Linked DNA regions of Pan troglodytes: region 2 is linked to region 1. A link is a contact called in public Hi-C data. All regions are on one chromosome and are shown on one strand. The core of a region is the stretch at or near the end of the contact, and the rest is flanking DNA. Distances in the headings are between cores, read along the strand shown.

Evidence for each region. Hi-C and Micro-C count contacts between places; a contact is called where the count stands out from the background.
Region 2: a Hi-C map of stem cell-derived neural progenitor cells shows a contact between it and region 1, with 4 times the contacts expected there. The contact joins the promoter of TMEM253 here to the promoter of PIP4P1 in region 1. A contact is called at or near these places in 1 of 7 Hi-C or Micro-C datasets (stem cell-derived neural progenitor cells) and 1 of 1 datasets of contacts at active chromatin or transcription factors (stem cell-derived excitatory neurons).

What each region holds. Positions count from the first base shown.
Region 1 is chr15:18,897,747-18,904,883 of NHGRI_mPanTro3-v2.0_pri, reverse strand. PIP4P1 (phosphatidylinositol-4,5-bisphosphate 4-phosphatase 1) reads left to right here and starts at 2,533. Exons shown (of 7, transcript XM_520669.9): 1 at 2,533-2,992; 2 at 3,310-3,500; 3 at 3,858-3,964; 4 at 4,423-4,528; 5 at 4,716-4,768; 6 at 4,860-4,950; 7 at 5,453-6,297. The coding sequence starts at 2,830. The coding sequence ends at 5,596. It overlaps APEX1 (apurinic/apyrimidinic endodeoxyribonuclease 1), which reads right to left. Exons shown (of 4, transcript NM_001081485.1): 4 at 6,649-7,137. The coding sequence ends at 6,649.
Region 2 is chr15:19,478,773-19,486,530 of NHGRI_mPanTro3-v2.0_pri, reverse strand. TMEM253 (transmembrane protein 253) reads right to left here and starts at 2,575. Exons shown (of 8, transcript NM_001246441.1): 1 at 2,214-2,575; 2 at 186-293; 3 at 1-62. The coding sequence starts at 26. ZNF219 (zinc finger protein 219) reads left to right here. Exons shown (of 5, transcript XM_063792785.1): 2 at 7,748-7,758.

The DNA of each region.
Region 1 (7,137 bases), core at 1,284-3,783:
ATCAAATTATTTGAATGTAAAATATTAGATCATAAGTCAGAAGATGGGGATTTAGAGCTCCATTTCAATCTGTCACTTAGCTTAAATGACTCCAGTTTACACAGCCTCAGTTTCCACATCTGTAAAATAAAGATATAGTCTTGCCTTCCCTGTCCACATCACAGTGGGTTCTGAAATAAAATGAATATAACTATGAATGTGCTTTATTGGCCGGGCACAGTGGCTCATGCCTGTAATCCCAGCACTTTGGGAGGCCGAGGCGGGTGAATCACGAGTTCAAGAGATTGAGACCATCCTGGCCAACGTGGTGAAACCCCATCTCTACTAAAAATACAAAAATTAGCTGGGTGTGGTGGCACACACTTGTAATCCCAACTACTCGGGAGGCTGAGGCAGGAGAATCGCTTGATCCCGGGAGGTGGGCAGACATCACACCACTGCACTCCAGCCTGGCGACAGAATGAGACTCTGTCTCAAAAAAAAAAAAAAAAAGCTTTATTAACTGTGAGCAAGTTCCAAATATTATGATTACTTTTTGCATTTTTCTGCCTATTGATCTACTCAACACAGAGCTCAGATCCTAGTTATCCATGCACAATACTCATTTTTCTTTATGTTTTAGAAGTTTTCTCTGGCTGCTCTAGCTAGAAGTGATCTCTTCTTTTCTTGAACTTGAATTACATTGTTTAATTCTTTTATTATGAAGCATGTGTTGTATCATGAATTTCTAGTATTGATATTTTTCCATGTAATAAAATACTAGTGCTGATTTTTTTTTTTTTTGAGACAGGATCTTGCTCTGTTGCCCAGGTTTAGATCATGGCTCATTGTAACCTTGAACTCCTGGGCTCAAGCAATCCTCCACCTCAGCCTCCCAAAACACCGGGATTACAGGCATGAGCCACCACTCCTGACCTGATATGTTATACTGTCAATGTTTACACTATTCTGTCTCCCTACCCAGAGTGTAAGCTTTTTTAAGGAGTGTCTTTCACAAAGTGTAGATATTTTAAAAATATTTTTAGGACAGTTTTTGGAATATATGTGTAACTAGGGCGCAAATAATGGATCCTACTCCAACCCCAGACAATGCTTGAGCGTCTGTGTGCCACAAACAGCAGAAAAAGCAGCAGACTGGCCTCCCACTATGGAGCTACAACCTCTTCCCTATTTTGTATCTGGAGCTTCCTTAGTTCTTTAAGTGTCTGTTAGGGGCTCTTATCTAACTGGTCGAAGGTTACTAGCTTCCAAGTAGAAGCTGGCCTGAGAAAACCCTGTCTAAAAAAATCAGGACCTAGGTGAAGTCTCCAGCCCCTGTAGCAGCCAAGTGCTGGGACATCTGCAGTTCCTTTGTTATTACATATTTGGGGCTGGCTGTACTTTCTTTGATGCACTTCCTTTCTTAGTGGAGAGTCTGCTAGCCAAATTGATAATGGACCTCCTCGGGGTTTATTGTTTTTATCAATTCCTTGTTGCTTCCCATATTTAAAGCAGTCCCAGTTTGGGCTATGACTTGGGAAAAAATCCAGGTGTGGTTCAGGCGCCCATAAAGACCACACGAGACTTCAGGTAGGGGAGGAGGCACTGCCCCTTTGCTGGAAGCAAAGTTGAGACAGGTCTAAAGACTGTCCCATCTGTCAAATAAGGTGACGAAAATAACCTTGTATTTGATTAATCCAATCTACAGACTTGTGCGTATGTTAAAGGTTGGCGGTCATAAAATTGAGTAAAGGCACGGTGGCTTGTCCCTGTAGTCCCAGCTACTGGGAAGGCTTAGGCGGGAGATCAAACTCAGGAGTTTGAGTCCAGCATAGGCAAGACCCCATCTCTACTGAATTTTTTTTTTTTTTTTTAGTAAAACGATGAAATCTTCTAGTAGTGGAGACACTAATGAAAAGATAATTTAACAATTTGATCAGCAATGGGGAAAGACGGGGCTCTGTAAGGACAGCTTCCAGGAAAACCCAGTCTTGTGTCCTGTCCTGAAAGTGACTCTAGCGACAAAGGCTGGAGTGATAATCTTAACTTTTTAATCCATTTCCTTCTGGTACCTCATTACTCTGACTTTTTAAAGGTACTTCTTTGAGTAGAACAGCTAACTTTGTCTACTGTTCCCCACCGTCCATTTTCTCCCCGCTCAGAAGATCCCAAGCTTCCGCACTGCTTTATTGCACCCGCCCAGCCTCCTTTAAAATGCATAAGCCACGCCCCCCATGTTCTGGCGCTAAGTTCGGGCCAATGCAGTTGCGCCGCTAGGATCACAGGACGAAAGAAGGAAAGTCACCAGCCAATAGGAAACCAGCTATAACGCAAAGCCGGAGAAAAGTGTTTTAGTGGTGTCTTTGAACCAATGAGGAGCAGAGCAACAGGGACCGTGCAGCTTCCAGAAACACGTGACCAGTTGAGCAGACGCAGCCTAGCCCTACCTCCTGGTCTGGAGGTAGCGCGATGGGCGTCGCTCCCAATAGCTTGCAGAACCTCTAGTCACGTGCAGGTTTTGCAAGCCCAGCAGCATCTGGCAGGTCATGTGACAGTTGACGTTTGTGCGTCGCTCCCCAATGGAAAAGGAGAGCTGCCTTCACAGGACCAGGAATTGGTTTATCTACGCGAATAATAGCATGACCCGGGCGGGGATAGCCTATCACGTGCTGCTAGACGGAACGGGGCGGGGCAGGCCACTGGTTGCGGAGTGAGCTGGGCGCGCGGCGCGCAGGCGCCCTGGGGACCCGGTAGCGGCGGTGGCGGTGGCGGCGGTGGCGGTGGCTGCGGCGACGGCAGAGGCGAAGGGAGCCGGATCGCCGACCTGAGCGGGAGGCGGCGGTGGCGGCCATGGCGGCAGATGGAGAGCGTTCCCCGCTGCTGTCTGAGCCCATCGACGGTGGCGCGGGCGGCAACGGTTTAGTGGGGCCCGGCGGGAGTGGGGCTGGGCCCGGGGGAGGCCTGACCCCCTCCGCACCACCGTACGGAGCCGGTAAACATGCCCCGCCCCAGGGTAAGCCGGGGCGGGTCCGAGGTGCTCCCCGGGGTACTCTGAAAGCCGGGGAGGGGGCGGGACCGAGGGCGGAGGCGGGTCCCAGTCGCCAGGTGCGGGACTGCTGCACCTGTGACTGGGCGAGGCTTCCTTCCCTCCGTAATCGCGACCACAGCCTAGGGACGGAAGGGGGTTCTGAGCAACCTGATAGAAGTGCCAATTATGAGAAGCCCTCCGAGCTTGGTCAGAGGGTTGAAGATCAGAAAGACTTCCCTACCACCGTGGAGCATCAGTGGGGGTGTAAGTGATCCCAGCCCTTCTATTTGCTTCCTCTCCAGCATTTCCCCCGTTTCCCGAGGGGCATCCAGCCGTGTTGCCTGGGGAGGACCCACCCCCCTATTCACCCTTAACTAGCCCGGACAGTGGGAGTGCCCCTATGATCACCTGCCGAGTCTGCCAATCTCTCATCAACGTGGAAGGCAAGATGCATCAGCATGTAGTCAAATGTGGTGTCTGCAATGAAGCCACCGTGAGTTATACATATCTATGAAATGGGCCCTGTTTCCTGGATCCTCTTTCTGATGTCTTGGTTCTAGACCCTGACCTTCCGGCTGTTAGCCAAGTGCTCTTGATGATACCCAGGTTTCAGTTCCCAGGTGTCTCACACAGCCATTTCCCCAGAAGCCACTCACCAAAGCTAATGTTCACTTTCTCTCACTTTCACACCTAGCCTAGTTCCTATTTGCAAATCTCATGATATAGTCTTTCTTTTATTTCTCCTTCCTGGCTAGCACCTTATTTTTCTGATCTCATAAAGTGTTTTTGGAGGGAAGTGGAGGGGATTGGGATTAGAGGTTTGCTTGCTGATGACCCTATTATTCTCTAGCCAATCAAGAATGCACCCCCAGGGAAAAAATATGTTCGATGCCCCTGTAACTGTCTCCTTATCTGCAAAGTGACATCCCAACGGATTGCATGCCCTCGGCCCTACTGGTAAGAGGCATAAGGTGGGGAAGGGCCTAAGTGGGGAACTGGAAAGTCAAAAAAGGATGAGCGTATACAGAGAATGTAAAGGTGAGAGAGCCTAGTGTTTATTTAGGAGAAAAGGCTTTGAAGCATGTGCCTCAGGAATGTTATAGCTGTCTTTCTCGTTTCTCAATAAAAATATTGAGATGAAATGATGTCGTTTCGGAGAATAGAGAGCCTTGGGGACTGGGTGTGTTATCCTGAGGTCGGAGGGGAATTGGGGACCTGAAGTTTAAACAGTGCTCTTTCTTTCTCAAGGATTCTTGAGGGTATAAAGTTAGGGGACAGAGTATCTTAAGTACAGAGAAGTCGAGTGACTTAATAGACAGGGAGTGGGGGATGTGAAACAGGGACTGTGAAGATTTTTAGGATTAAAAATTTTTCAAACACAAGTTTGAAAATACAAGTCTTTTTCTTTTGTGTAGCAAAAGAATCATCAACCTGGGGCCTGTGCATCCCGGACCTCTGAGTCCAGAACCCCAACCCATGGGTGTCAGGGTTATCTGTGGACATTGCAAGAATACTTTTCTGGTGAGGAAGGGGTATTGGGAAGGGGAGGGGAAAGGAGACTAAGAGTCATTTCGAGTATATTTCTTAGAGTAATGGTAATGACCCCTGAAAGGTCTGTCCTATGGGAACATGTTCTGCATCCCCACCCCAAGGTTCTCATTGAGGGGGACCCTGCTTGTGCTATTATTTTCGTTTTCTTTCTCCATAGTGGACAGAGTTCACAGACCGCACCTTGGCACGTTGTCCTCACTGCAGGAAAGTGTAAGTGATTAGGGATTGAGCTGGTTATTGATGTATGGAGTAAAAACTACAAGGCCATAGAAAGCATCCATTTCTATTTGCCTCCCCACAGGTCATCTATTGGGCGCAGATACCCACGTAAGAGATGTATCTGCTGCTTCTTGCTTGGCTTGCTTTTGGCAGTCACTGCCACTGGCCTTGCCGTGAGTACCCTTGCCCCAACCTCTTTCATTCTGCAGCCTCATCTCCATAGGCTAAGATTTGGGAAACTGCTACCCTAAAAAAAAGTGGAAGAAACTTGGGGGACTAGTTTGTTTTGTTTTAAGATATGGATGAGCTAAAGTGCAAAGTGGCTGATGAAACAGACTTTATTACTACTACAAGACTGCAAAACAGCCTTCCTTTCTCTGTAGGATGAGGATAGGACAGTGAAATTCTTAATTTAAGAGTTGCTATTTGCAAACCTGGCTCAGTTGTCAGATATTAAGAAAAACTGAGATACAGTGTGGGATGGGATGAGTATGTTACGCCTAAGGGAAGGAAGCTGATCAGCTCTGCCTTTACGAAGGTCCCTGAGGGTGGCTACATGTGGATAAGGAACAAGGACTGAAGCGTGAGTTATTACTCTTCTTAGAACTAATAGGAGGTAGTGGAGACCAACATTAACCCCATCTTTCTTTTCTTCTCCCTCCTTATCTTCATCAGTTTGGCACATGGAAGCATGCACGGCGATATGGAGGCATCTATGCAGCCTGGGCATTTGTCATCCTGTTGGCTGTGCTGTGTTTGGGCCGGGCCCTTTATTGGGCCTGTATGAAGGTCAGCCACCCTGTCCAGAACTTCTCCTGAGCCTGATGACCCACAGACTGTGCCTGGCCCCTCCCTGGTGGAGACAGTGACACTACGAAGGGAGCTGGGGTAGTTAAAGGCTCCCGGGGCTTCTAGAAGGAAGCCAAGCAGCTGCCTTCCTTTTCCCTGGGGAGAGGTAGGAAGGAACCAGGCCCTCACTTAGGTTTGGAGGGGCAGATAAGAGCACTGCTGACCATCTGCTTTCCTCCAAGGGTTGCTGTGTCTAGGGTGAAGTAGGCAAAACGTTGCCCTTAAAACTGGGCCCTAAAGACGGTTCCAGGCTTGTCCTTCCTGTGTGCTCCCTGAGAGCCATTCCTGTCCCTTACACATTCCAGGGCAGGGTGGGGGTGGGTAGCCCTGGGGGTTCCCCTCCCTCTTGTGCACCATTAGGACTTTGCTGCTGCTATTGCACTTCACCAGAGGTTGGCTCTGGCCTCAGTACCCTCAGTCTCCTCTCCCCACATTGTGTCCTGTGGGGGTGGGGTCAGCCGCTGCTCTGTACAGAACCACAGGAACTGATGTGTATATAACTATTTAATGTGGGATATGTTCCCCTATTCCTGTATTTCCCTTAATTCCTCCTCCCGACCTTTTTTACCCCCCCAGTTGCAGTATTTAACTGGGCTGGGTAGGGTTGCTCAGTCTTTGGGGGAGGTTAGGGACTTATCCTGTGCTTGTAAATAAATAAGGTCATGACTCTACGCTTTTTCAGTTGTTAACTTGTGTGCATGAAAATATAAGGAGGAAGAGAATGTGTAGCCCCACGAAGGGGTAAGACACGAAGACAGCAAGGCTGAAACTATGGCTCTTTATTTTCATGTGGATAATTCAAACAAAGTCATTAGTAGTCTTTGTTCAATTTTTTTTTAAAAACAAAAAACCCTCAAATAAAAAATCTTGGGCTTAAAAGAATTCTATCACAGGAGCCTGGTTGGAGGATTCCTAGTTTTATACATGAGAAATAGAATGCAGATTTCTCTGAAGAGTGTTTAAAGAAGGAATGGTAGTTGAGGGGGCTTATTTCCCAGGCTCAAAGTGATTTAGGGGTGGTGTCACAGTGCTAGGTATAGGGTGATGGGACAGTGATCACTGCCGAGGGCCTTGGAACGGATCTTGCTGTCACACAATGCAGGTAACAGAGAGTGGGACAACAAAAAGTAATCAAGGCGCCAACCAACATTCTTGGATCGAGCATTCATCATATAAGTCCAAAAGGTGTAGGCATAGGGTGTGTTGGGGTAGAGGTGCCTAAAGCTGTCAGCCAGTGGCACAGCCTGCAGTAATTCCCCGAAGCCTTGGCGCTCTTGTGGCGTGAAGCCAGCATTCTTTTTGTTCCCCTTGGGGTTGCGAAGGTCAATTTCTTCATGTGCCACATTGAGGTCTCCACACAGCACAAGGGGCTTTCGGGAAGCCAGGCCCTTCAGGAACTTGCGAAAGGCTTCATCCCAGCGCTGCCGGTACTCCAGTCGTACCAGACCTCGGCCTGCATTAGGTACATATGCTGTTACCAGCACAAACGAGTCAAATTCAGCCACAATCAC
Region 2 (7,758 bases), core at 1,326-3,825, 580 kb before region 1:
TCTTGCTCACCAGCTCTATCTTCCATGGCTCCTTTGCCCACAAGAATTAGGTGCTTCCTAGGCTGGGAAAAATGTGTTATAGGTTCTGTCTATTAGGAGACAGGACATGCAACAACGTATCTTTCAGCTACACCTCTGCCCACTCCCAATATCCAGGGATTTGAGGTCCAGGTCCTCACACCTACCTAGTCTGAAGCAGCTACTCCAAAGGGATGGGACCCAGCTGGGTCCTAGGTCTCCTAAGGGGCTTGATAGCTCAGAGCAGACGACAAACTTGTCCTGGCAGAGAAAGGCTGTCAGGGATGGGGTGTGGTGGGGCAAAGGTTTCTATGAAGGCCTAAGGATCTAGGGAGTGGCCCTGGGTAGATACCGGCCTCAGTTCACTCCACAAGATGTCTAGGCCGACCTCACTCTGTTCCCATTTCTCATTACCCTCATTTCTGCCCATCCTGGGTTCCTTTTCTGGTTTCACTTACCTCATCCCCATGGACACTATCACTCTGGACCTCAATTCCCCCTCATTTCCATATGATCTTACTCCTTTCTTTGGCTTCCTCCTCAAATTATTTGTCCTTCCCTAGAGATCCTACTTTCTGTCTGGATCGGTCCCCTGTCATTACTACTTGCAGCTTTGCCCCCAGACCAGGTAAGGTTGAATTCCAGTGGCTTTCTTGCCTCTCACTTTCTGGACAGTCTCCCTTCCTTCTTTCTTGAAGGTTTTACTCTGAACTGAACACTGACTCAGTGGATGGGGGGGGACCCTGTTTATGGTGGGGATTGTTTTTGATTCAATGATAACCTGCAACTGGACATTATCTATCTATCTATCTATCTATCTATCTATCTATCTATCTATCTCATGGTCCTCAAATAGTGAGTCTTGGGAAGGATGCTATTGCAACAATTAATATTTTTGAGAGAGAAGGTGCCTCATAGCCAGACAGACCTGAGCTGGAATCTTAGCTCTGCTGCTTCTCCATCTGTGTGATCTTGGATACATTATTATTATTATTATTATTATTATTATTATTATTATTATTATTTTATTGAGACAGGGGCTCACTGTCACCCAGGCTGGAGTGCAGTGGCATGATCATGGCTCACTGTAGCCAACACCTTCTGGGCACAAATAATCATCCTGCCTCAGTCTCCCAAGTAGCTGGGATCACAGGCACATGCCACCATGCCTGGCTAATTTTTAAATTTTTTGTAGAGACAGGGTCGTCTCACAATGTTGCCTAAGCTGGTCTCAAACTCCTGGGCTCAAGCCATCCTCCCTGCTTGGCCTCCCAAACTGCTGGGATTACAGGTGTGGGCCACTGTGTGTGTCCTGATAGATATGTTTTTCTACCTATTCGCACCTCAGTTTATTCACTGATAAAAGGGGGCTAACAATATGACTGTGAAGAGTTGTTGATTCAGGGTGGGTGTTTAATAACTATTAGTGGTGCTGATGAGGTCACACTGATAAGTCTGATGCCCGTACACTAAAAGTGTTATTCAGAAGGAAGCTGGGGACACATTTCTACAGTCGGGAGCAGAACCAGCTGGGCCCAAATATACTCTATAGATCAAAACAAATCCCAGATCTACCTAGGTGCCCTTGGCAAGTTGCTTAATCTCTGTGTTCCCTTATCTATAAAAGGAAGTTAATAATACCAGTCTCAAGGGGTTGCTTCCAGCATGGAAGAGAGCTTAGCCCAGTACCTGGTACACAAGTGCTCAATGTTAGTGGCTATGATCATCATCACTATTATTATTTCTTGTTGTTGACGATAAGAGGAGACTGTGCCAGAAGACTCTAGAAGTTAGTACGAGGAGGGAGGCAGGGTCCTAGGAGGCAAGTGATTTTTTGTAAGCCACTCCTGCCCCATCAGTGCTGTGCCAACATCGGCGGGTCATTGTATCTACTCTTTTCTTTCCCGGGGAGTGGGAGTCACGTTTTAAAGAGATCCAGAAAACTGCTGTGTGTCTACTCCTCCTCAATTCCCACGTGCATTGATTTTATTTGGTGGCGATGTGAGATGTTGGGCTTGCACTGAGGATCCCCGAGCCTGCAGGCCACTGGGGAAACAGACTTCCTGAAGCCTCATTTTTCTTACTTGTAAATGGGGGCTAATTTAATTATAGAGGGTTATTGGAAAGATTATATACTATTAGATAGGTGAACAGGCATTCAGTAAATATTGACTAAATCTGAGTATACTACTCACCAGTTTGTAGTCTAGACTACAATCGCCTGGAAGGAAGGTACCACTTCTTTCTCATCCCTCACAGCGCTGAGCCCAGTGCCTGGCACTTAGTAAGCACTCAGTAAATATTTGTTGTATTGAAGAGCCATTAAAGTGACTTGAGGAATGGAAAATAGAATTCGAGAGGAAGGCGCAGGAATTGTTTATCAAGAACGGAAAGGACCGAAGAGTAACTTTAATAATGTTTCTTATACGGCCGACATTAACTATCTCTATAATCGCCCCTCCTCCTCCCCCAAAAGAGAGACAGAAATTGTAAGGGAGAGGCTTTGAGATAAAACCCCAGGAAGAACTTCCCGAGTCTGTGCATGTTGGGGCAGAAAGAGCGGCAGAGCCAACTCCTTCCCTGGTATGTCCGGGTTTAGGGAGGGAGGGGCAGTGCTGCTTGGAGGCTGGGGGAAGGACGAGATGACCTTTCAAAATCTCTTCCAGTCTCCTGTTGGAATCCTCTGTGCGCCCCACCCCCGCTCCCTCCCTTCCTCCCTCCCTCCGACAGCGCCCCCCGTCTCCAAACCGCCCGCACCCCGCCCCTGGCGGCCGCCTCTCGCGGCTCCCGGGGTCCCCAGCTCCCTGTCCCCGGAGCCAGAGCCCGGCTCCCGCGCGGCTCCCAGCCCCGCCGCGCCGCCCCCCGCATGCTAATGGCCGGGCCGCCTCCCGCCGCACACAATGCGGGCCAGGGCCGGGGGCGGGGGACCGGGGAGGGGGCGGGGGCCGGGCCGGGGGCGGGGGGGCCGGGGCCCGGCGCATCTCCCCCGGCCCCACGTAACGCTGACGCCCGCGCCGCCGGCCCGCCGCCCGCCGCCCGCCGCCGCCGCCGCCGCCGCCCGCTCCGCCGCCGCCCGCCCGGGGCTCGTGAGTAGCCGCTCCCCCCACTCCCGGGCCCCCCCGTCCGCCACCCGGCCCCCGCCCCCGGCCCCCTCCCCCCTCCCGGAGGGGGGGCCCGCTCAGCGCGCCCGGCTCGGAGCAGGTGCAGGGGGCGGGGGCGGGGGAGGGGCGCCGGCTCGGCCCCAAGCAAACTTCGCCCAGAGCTCCTGGGGGGGCGGGGTGGGGGTGGCGGCCTCGGAAGCCTGGAGAGCTGGGGGGCCCCAAGGGAGGGGGGGCCAGGTGGAAGAGCTGGGGGAGCAGACACCAAAATGAAGGGCCAACGGGGGGGATGTGGCGGGGGAGGTAGCGGGTGTCTTTGTAGGGGCCCGAAGGCAGGGCGCGAGGGACCTGGGGGTGAGGGGCGGCAGAGCCGCGAGCCTGAGTGGATGTGCACCCCCCAATCCCCGGCCCAGGTAGGGCTGGTGGGGGAGGGGGAAGGAGCCCAAACTCTCTGGGAGCACGGGGTGGCGGGGGAGGGGAAAGGATGGGGGGTGCTTCCCTCTTTGCGTCCCAAACAAAGTGTCACAAAGAGCTCGGCCCGCGGCAGCAGCGGAGGCGGCTGTAACTCAGCTTTTGTTCTCCTGGCCGGGGGTAGCTGAGCCTTGGCCTCCCTATCTCCCAACCCTGCCCCCCATCATCCTTCTGGCTTATCTTCCTGGGGAGGGGTCTGGGGTGCTGCTGGAAAAACCTCTCCGGCAGGATAGCAGGTCCTACCCTACTTAGCAATCTATTTCTGGGAGGGGGATTTTCCCAGAGGCTCCCTCGATCGCCCCTACCTCCCAGTCTGAGGACCGAGGCTCACGTGGGTGCTAAGACTGACTTTTCTAGGGTCAGCTCCACTTAAAGGGACTTAGGGCTGGCTACATGCCCCTCTTTCCCAAACCCAGGTCTTCCAGAACTTTCAAAATCAAAATCGGGGTTGCGTTAGGACATGCCTCTGGGATAAGATTCCCCATGGTGGGATGGCAGCAGGTGAGCAGGTGTGCCTTCCTCTCGCCTCCTGCTGTACCTTTGAAGTCCATGGCTGAGGTTCCATGTCCCTAACTCAGGAGAGTGAGGACAGAGGGAAGGAGGCTTTACCAAGATCTCAGTCTAAAAAGGCTGGTGAGCTGCAGAGTGGAGCGGGTTAGGAGGAGCTATCTGAGCAGTGAGGTTCAGAGGGCCATGGAGAGGAGACCATAAAAGTGAACTACTGGTGTGTCTGTATGATCAAGGTAGTCTTTTGAATGTAGACCGCCCTAGAAGCTCCCTTTCCTTTTAACCCCATCTAGTGCAGTGGTAATCATAATTGTTAGCAGATTTGGGAGGTGTAGGATTCTCAAGAGGGAAAACCATCGTGTTAGAGGTGACCAGAGGCAGTTACAACTGGACCCCAGAAGTCCTGAACCCTTGCTCCTTACACTTTGACCCTAAAAACTTTTGAATCACAAGACTTGAGGGACAGTCTTTGTGGTCCATTTAGCAAATACTTCTATGTACCTGTCCTTGTTGTTTCTAAGTCTTTTCACCAAGCATTCCATCCTTCTCTACTGAGTAAGGTTTAGTGGTCCACACCCACTTCCCTACCAGCTCCCCCGGCATGTAAGGATAATTGGCCTATTGCTTTTGAAAGGTTTCTGATATCTATCCCTGGCCCCGCATCCTTATAGAATCCAAATAAGGGCAAGATAACCCCTGATTCCCAGTGGGGGTGGAAAGTAGGTCAGTGCTGCTGTCTGGCCAAGTCTCGAGGATGGTGTTTAAGGCCTGACTATAGAAAACTCTGTGATTATTGTCCAGGGGCAATATATGCATGACCTCGGTTCCAAGGCAGTTCAAAGTATCCCAGTCCCTGTCAGTTCTTTCCCCTACTGAGAAAAAAATCATGGGATCAGGTGTCTGGAACCTGGTTTGATATGGAGATGATTCAGATCTTCATTGGGCCTAAGAAGGTATCTCAGTGAGTTTTGTTGATTTTAGGCCACCTTCTGGGGAAACTTTCCGTGCTGGGGAATTCAGCTTCAGTTTGGGCCTTCTTGTATATCACTCTATTTCTGTTCTGGAAACTGCTATGTGCAAAGTGGTTTATTGTTGTTTTGTTTTGGGATAGGAAGCTTTGCCCTTTTCTGACTCTTCTTGCCTCAGATATGAGGCCAGCTTCCTAAGAGATTTTGCTTGCTATCCTACAGACAGTTTTAGGGGCCCTAGAATCTTCTCAGAATGAGAGTATGTGCCCATAGGTTAGTCAGCTATGACCATGCAGTATTCCCAGCCCCCCCGCCCCACGCCTCCACCATCTGCTTCCTCTGAATATACCAGATTGGCTGTACACCAGGATGTTCCGGGAATCCCCAGGAGAGCAACAGAATGTGATGGACCCAAATATGATGCCTCAGTAACTCATTCCAGGATGTACAAACTGTAACTGTCAGGATGCTCCTTATAGCTAATTAAAATTCTTCTAGTTACATCTATTTTCTATTAGCTCTTTCTATTTTCAGTGACATCTAAAAGGCCAAAATAATCCCTCTGGTACCACTGGGTTTTTTTCTATGGTTTTCAGATAGGAACGAAAAAAAAAGCTCTAGCTTTTCTGTGTTGTATCTGCGATGCTAAAATGGCAAACAGCCCCTCTAGCACCTCATAGCTCTATCTATGGTACTGAGGTGGCCCAAGTGGCTTCTGTGGTAGCCCACTGCACTCTCCATGGTACTGAAGGGATGACCATTTGTTTTAACATCTCTCTGGGGTCCAAAAGAGTCCTGTGACTTAGAATCACAAACTTTTTTCCAGCAGGAAGGGACTAACACTATAAATTAGTCCAATCCCCTTATTTTACTGATGAGTAAACTGGGAGGTTAAGTGATTTAGTAAAGGTTGTAGGGTTATCAATGTTCAGACTAGGCCTACAATAGCCTTGTACCCTTCAGTCCTATTCTAATTCACCTTTTGTGACACTATTCAGTAAGCCTGGCTAGGCTCTTAGTCCCAGGAAAGGATCCAGAGGATGAGAGTGGGTGCCCTAATTTGAAGCTACAGAAATACACATATTAAGTGGTAGTGGAGGTCGTCTAGTGACCCTTGGACAAGGACACTTTGTTAATTAATCATCTGCTAATAATAATCCTGTAGCCCAGATTCCACATGTAACAGGTACCTGCCCCTTCATGGAGTTTTACCACATCCACTAAATGTCAAAAATTAAAGAAGCCTTGGACCTCCAGAGCCTTTTCTCTCTGCTGACAGGCAGGTTGACTCCTGGCCCAGTTCTTTTCTATTAAAGATCCTTAGGCAAAGTAATGCTTGCATCTTTTTCTTTCTCAGTAACCCATTTCAGTTTTGTGATGCCTATTGTAAGGAAGTTCTTTATATCTCAAATATCCTTTCTTAGGCAAAAAAAAAAAAAAAAAAAAAAAAAAAAGGTTAGACCCACATTCATTTAGCCTTGACCAGATACTATTCTATATGAGGCAGAAAGGTAGACTAGATGACTTCTGGTCATCCTCCCAGGTCTGTTTCCATGAATCTTGATTCTGGGGTTTCTTCTAAGTCCTCATGCTAAACTCCTCTGCAGCTTAGGATCAGCACCCGCCCCCCCCCAACCCCTATCCTCTTCCTCTCAATGATCTTCTCCTTCCCCAGCACTGGAGCTCTGCAAGTCCCAGGCCTAGGGAATTTTAGCCTGGAGAATTTTAACCCTTTCCTGCTCAGAGCATGTGCTGAGTCCCTATCTGTGCAGATGGCCCAGCCCCGCCCCCCGTCCCTCACTCCAGCCTCTTGAGCTCAGAGCCAGTGTAATCCTCCTCTTGTGTGAGGGAGCCTCTCCCCTGCAGAGAGGAGGAAAGCCTGCCACGGAACAGCCCTGGACAAAGGGGCTCAGATGCCCCATCATACTGCAGGCTCCAAGGTTTGAAACAAGGGGATGAATCCTATACGGTATTTGCAGTTTTTAGCCCCTTCCCCAGGCTAGCTGTGCCCCTTAACTTCCACTCCTCCCCCAACTCTCTCTTCATTCCCTCTCCCTCTGGCTCCCTCCCCCTTCATGCCCCTCCCCCTCTGTCTGTCTTCAGACTCTGCTGCTGGGAGGTGTTTCTCTCCCATGCATGAATGAGTCTCTGTAATGAATGGAAATGAATGGATCAGGAATCCAGGCGGAGGGAGGGAGAATGAGGGGGGAAAGACAGAAAGACAGGGTAAGGGCAGAAGGAAGCACTGTGGAACCTGGAAGGATGTTTGGCTGGCTGCTCAGTTAGGGATCTCAGAGCAACTGGTCCCACTTGGATAAATGGGGAGCATGGCAAGCCCACCTCATTTGCTCACCACACTGCATAGCCCAACCTACATGGGAGAGGGGCATATTGTGATGGTCTTCCCCACCGCCAGGGGGTGGGGTGGTAGCTGTGGTTGTTCTGGACCATGCATTTAAAATATAGAATTTGGGGAAGAAATCTGGATTATCTGGGAGGCTTGTAGGCTTGGCAAATCAAGAGGTACAGTTTTTGAGTATAGCAGCCCCTTCGTGCCTCAAGAAGCAAGTAGGGAGAATGGATTGGTTTTGGGAATACAGAATGCTGAGAGTCTGGGGGTAGGGAGTGACTTTACTGCTGAAAACTAGGGCTCATCTTTTCCTCCAAATCTGTCTCTTGCTTTAGCTCCACAGCAC